2 separate regions of the Sus scrofa genome follow, and region 2 is linked to region 1. The links are chromatin contacts, called in public Hi-C maps. All regions are on one chromosome and are shown on one strand. The core of a region is the stretch at or near the end of the contact, and the rest is flanking DNA. Distances in the headings are between cores, read along the strand shown.

The links. Hi-C and Micro-C count contacts between places; a contact is called where the count stands out from the background.
Region 2: a Hi-C map of liver shows a contact between it and region 1, with 4 times the contacts expected there. The contact joins two enhancer-like sites. A contact is called at or near these places in 2 of 47 Hi-C or Micro-C datasets (embryonic fibroblasts and liver).

Annotation. Positions count from the first base shown.
Region 1 is chr13:69,117,573-69,120,376 of Sscrofa11.1, forward strand. The region is part of intron 1 of TMCC1 (transmembrane and coiled-coil domain family 1); the gene reads right to left. Among named protein-coding and RNA genes, the nearest start is that of TMCC1, 100 kb to the right of the region's middle. Within about 2 kb of position 1,394, at least 33 of the 83 cell types and tissues checked have an H3K27ac peak or open chromatin away from gene starts, as enhancers often do. A contact at or near this core is called in liver, where this site is marked.
Region 2 is chr13:69,318,318-69,321,017 of Sscrofa11.1, forward strand. No RefSeq gene overlaps it. Among named protein-coding and RNA genes, the nearest start is that of TRH, 44 kb to the right of the region's middle. Within about 2 kb of position 1,319, at least 7 of the 83 cell types and tissues checked have an H3K27ac peak or open chromatin away from gene starts, as enhancers often do. A contact at or near this core is called in liver, where this site is marked.

The sequences.
Region 1 (2,804 bases), core at 144-2,643:
GAAAAAGGAGTTAACTTCTGTTTTACTCAGTCTTTACTCCCTATCCTTTGAGGGCTCTCTTATGAATTCCTTTCTTCTGATCACCCCATTCAACCTGGGCTGGCATTCTTAATAAAACACAGATAAGTGAACTGACCTTTTACAACCTTAGAACAAACAGAAATGTGCCAATGTTTTAAAATCCAAGTTACAGAACAAACAGAAGAAAAAAAACGGGTACAGAGCAGAGGTACAGGTCTGTTAACAAAGTTGGCATTTAAATTATCAACCATAAGGAATAAGAGTAATTTAACATCAAACTTCAGAGTGAAAAATCTGTTCAGATCTTCAATCCAACAGCTCACAGCAAACAATATTAATGCACATGAGCTTTAGAATCAGGTCAAACTATTAAAAAACCTCTTTCGCTTTAGCATTTATCTCTTAGAATATTATTTATAAAGCTGACACACACACACAAAAATTAAGATATAGACCAAGTTTTCTACTCATGACTCCAGATAAAATGGGGAAGTGGTAGTTGTAATGCATAAACTGGATCAGCCTCTTATTGAATTGTATCTCAGGGACTTTCTCTGCTGATCTGGAGACATGAATTTAGAACCAAGATATGTGCATACTGCCTTACAATTCAGAAAATTGCCAAGTCTTTGGGAAAACTATACTGCAAACAAGTAGCTGAGTAATAGGAACCTCTTTTTTTTTTTTTTTAATGTGAGAAATATTTCAGATGGCTTTAATCCAAATTCTCATTTGTTATGCATGCCTGACATCTTCAAATTTAACCCAAGCTTTTCCCAAGCTGTACAAGGCAAATAAAACTCTTCTGTTCATTGAAGGAAACACTTATTTTTGGATAACTATTTAGCCTGTAAGAGTAATAACGACATTACTCTGCAATGAAGCAGCCCATCATACAGGAGAGTGGGGACACTCCAGTATGATCTGAGCATGCCCACATAGCCAAAGAACACTCTGTGCATTCTGCTTAAATAGCTCTGGATAAAATGAACAAATAGGAAACACATAATATGCTTTGCAATATTATTGCAACCTCACACAAGTCAGTCCAAAAATAGCAAATGCCGGTGGCTGAGCTCTACTGCTGAAAAATTCTAAGTTTGAGCAGCTCAAAGCATTTCCTGTGTCTGTCTATTCAACCAGCCCCCACTTAAAGCTGTAGAATTATAGGATTAAGTAAGAGATTTAAAAAAAAGACAGATACACACACATATACAACATACGGTTTCCGAAGAGAGTGAGGGTTCCATGCTTGTGAGGGAGAAGGAGGAGGAATATGCCGAATAAGCCTCGGGTTTCTCCCAGATTTGAACATGCTGTACTGTGGCAGGAGGTCAGCAGAGACTGGCTCCAGCCCTGTGAGGCTGAATTCTACCCTGACAAAGCAGTATCACTGTAATATGAAGCAAGAGGATCCAGGGCATGTTGGCTGCTATACAGAGTGGCTATTCTAGAAAGTAATGGCAATTCTAAAACAAGAGATCTATGCTGTCACATGAGATAATCTTCAGTCCAGTTAAGCAATAAGTACAAAAAAAACTTTGAATCCCAAACACAGGTCGTTCAAAATATTAGGAAGAAACTTTTCTCCTCAAATCTATTGTGTGTCTAGAAGAAATGAAAAGGAAGTAGGAAAGCTGAAGAACTATTGTTAATTGGTTCTGTATCACAAATAATATACTGATTGTAATCTAAGATGAAGCATAGTCTTTTGGATACTGTGACCTATATGAGGGAGAAGCAAGAATATTCTACAAAAGTAGTTTTGGGAATGGATATATGCCAGAACTGAAGATATGGTTTAAAAACACACACACACACACACCCAAAAACCAAAAAAAATCTCATTTCTCACATACTCCCAAAAAGCAGAGGCTGCCACAAACTTAACGTATATTAATTACTGTTTCTTTTTAGGTCACCAATATACAGCAATAGTGCTAGAAATTCTTCTCTGAAATAAGGGAAACACTAAAAAAGATCTTAAATAGGAAAAGGAGCCAGAAGGTAGAATTTGTCAGGAGAAATCACAGGGCAATGTAAATAATTCTTTACATCTTGGTCTCCCTTACATTATGAAAGTTTACTCTAGACCAAAAATGACCCAATCCTTTTATCATTCTCAAAAAGACAAATCTATGGTGAAAAGAATGAATTATGGATTAGTGGTAGGATTAGGTGTGACTACACAAAAGTGACAGAACTAATTAGAGCTCTAACTGTGCTGGAGGCTATATGAATCTATGGGAATGAAAAACTCCATGGAACTGTATGCATGCCTAAAAAGTCAGTTTTACAGTATTAGAGAAAAAAGAAATAAAGGATATAAAAGAAAGGTTTTTCACTTACAAGATGCATTATAAAATTTTAATTTTATAACTAGTAGTTTACTAATTTCAGCTTTAAAAAGGAGATTATATAATATGATTATTTATAGATTTTCAAGTTTCTAATAGTTTTTTGGGATCTCTATTTGTACCCAAACACGTAAAATATAATCTTACAACTTCTAACACAATTTCCTCATTATTTAAGAATCTTAAAGATATAGCCCAGCATCTTATTTTTATGTCTCAGAAACAAAAATATCACCAAATAGAAAAAAAAAATTACTAAGTAGTTTCAAATAGATAGTTTTAAATACTATAAAACAGACATACAGGTTCCCATATTAATAAGTTTTGGTTTTAGGTCTTTTTTTTTTTGTCTTTTTTGCCATTTCTTGGGCCGCTCCTGGGACACATGGAGGTTCCCAGCCTAGGGGTTGAATGGGAGCTGCAGCC
Region 2 (2,700 bases), core at 69-2,568, 200 kb after region 1:
GAACTTCTTTGCAGAACAGATACTGACTCACAGACTTTGAAAAACTTATGGTTTCCAAATGAGACAGGTTGGAGGGTGGGGGAATGCACTGAGTGTTTGGGATGGAAATGCTGTAAAATTTGGTTGTGATGATTGTTTTACACCTATAAATGTAATAAAATTCATTAAGTAATTAAAAAAAATAAATAGGGAAGTAAAATAATAAATAAAATGTTGTTAGGAAATTTTTAAAAATAATAAAAATAAAAAATAAAATCTTTGTCTAGTATGTCCACAGTTGGGCCTTCCTCAGAAACAGTTTCAATTGGCTTTTTTCCTTGAGTATGGGTCATATTTTCCTGTTTCTTTGTATGTCTTATGATTTGGCTGAAATGTTTACATTTTAAATAATAAGTATGGGGGGAGTTCCCATCCTGGCGCAGTGGTTAACGAATCCGACTAGAAACCATGAGGTTGAAGGTTTGATCCCTGGCCTTGCTCAGTGGGTTAAGGATCTGGTGTTGCTGTGAGCTGTGGTGTAGGCTGCAGACTTGGCTCAGATCCCGAATTACTGGGGCTTTGGCGTAGGCCGGTGGCTGCAGCTCCCATTGAACCCCTAGCCTGGCAACCTCCATATGCCGCAGGAGCGGCCCTAGAAAAGACAAAAAAAAAAAAAGTAAATAATAAGTATGGCAACTCTAGAAATCAGATTCCCTCACTGCCCAGGTTTGTTATTGTTGCTGTTCATTGTTCCTGCTGCTGCTGTTTATTTAGTGATTTTCCCAAACAAACTGTAAAATCTGTATTCTCTGCCATGTGTGGCCACTAAAAACTCTGCTTAGTTAGGTTAGTGGTCAGCTAATGATCGAACAGAGATTTCTTGAAATGCCTTGAACCAATTAGTCTCCCAGCCTTTGATGAGAGGCTTTGTGTGTATGGAGACACACTTTTAATGTTCTGTCAGACAATGTACAACCCTCACTCTCTGCTTCAGCAGAGCCTCAAGTTCAAGGAGAGGTGAGGGATTAGGGCCATCTCAGCTATTTCCTGGCAAGCACCCAGCCCTGACCATGTGTGTGTACTTCTAGATCTCCAAGAATATATTGCAGCTTTTCAAAGCCCTCTATGGATATTTCATTCCCCAGATGTTCTTTTAAATTTTTTTGCTCAGCTTCTTGTTTGTTCCATCTGTTATCACGCCACTGGCTGCTTTGATGTTAAATTATCGCTGCTGATCTTTTTTTTTTTTTCTATATTGACAAATGTCCCCCAGGGTAAGGCTGTTGACACTAACAGAGCTAAGTCAGGTCAAATAAAAACAAACTCTGACAGTGGGGATTTCCAAGTAACTTCCAGCAGGTCAAATAATGACAATGCTCTGCGGACAGGGTATTTTAGGGAGTGCCAAACCCTTCTTCCTCTTCTAGTTGCTTGTTTTCATGGCTGCTATAACTGTAAAACTTGGTTTTCAAGGCTACTGCAGAGCTGAAGAGGAAAATTTTAAATGCCACCAAGCTCCTGTTCTTACTGAGATTCAATTTGCTTTTCTGAAAATAAATGTCCTGGGATTGCTGTACACCTTTGGTTAATTTCTAGAGTACTGAAAAAGTTAATTTTGACTATTTTTGCCAGGATTCTCATTGCTCTTATGCAGGAGTGGATTTTCAAGGGTACTCACTCCACTATTCTGGAATTTCTCTCCCCTCCCACAAAAACTCTTGAACTTAAAAATTTTTAAATATGCAAAAAGAAAAAAAAATTTAATGTGCAGCTGAAACAAAAGATTCCGTAGATTGAGATGGTCTGTGGGCCATCAGATTTGTGGTCTACAGCCCTCTAAAAATATTCATTTATTTGTGCCAAGTTGTTAACACTTGGGGGAGAGCAGTAACAAGATTTCATAGAATGTGGTCCTAAGACTTCCTAAGATATTCTGTTTATGATTTTCTCTCCTCCTGTCTCTTCCCATCTATCAGACCACACACATGTTGGCCCCTGGCAGGGATCAACAACCACCATGGCCATTCCCAGTGGGTCTGGCCACTGCCCCATCACTTTTCAGCCCAGGATTTTTCTCAGGGCCCCTGAGATGGGTAGTGAGGAGGCTGCTCCCTGAGGGAAACACTGTCTAGGGGAGAGGCAGTGGGTACAGAGCTGGGCAGGGTCCAGGACCTGTTCTCAGGCAGTTTCTCATCACTTGATCAGCACACTAACCCCATAACACAGATGGCACAGAAAGGACCACAAAGAAAATGTCTTTTGGATACTACTGACTGTTGACAACAGGACACAACTCCCTGAGTGAATATGTGACCTCGTTAATATTTGAGTGTGTGATCATGGATGTGTGTGTGTGTGTGTGTGTGTGTGAATATGTAATGCTTGAGCATGTGTGTAAATATATGGGTTTCAATATGAATTGTGTGAATGTTCAGTGTGTATAAGTGTATGGCTATATGTGTAAGTAAACATGCTGGCAAGTGTGTATGAATGTACACATGAATGTCCGCACGGACAACTGTGCGGAATAAATGCATGTTAAGGAATGGAATGTGGGTGTGCAAATATAAGTGTTGGGAGTCTGAATGTGTGTGAGGTATACGAATATCTGAGTGCATGTGTATGAGTATGTATTAATTAAATGTGTGTGAATCAATGCGCGCAGGTATATAAGCACGTGTGAGTGCCTGTTTGTGTAAGTATATGTGTATAAATGAATAT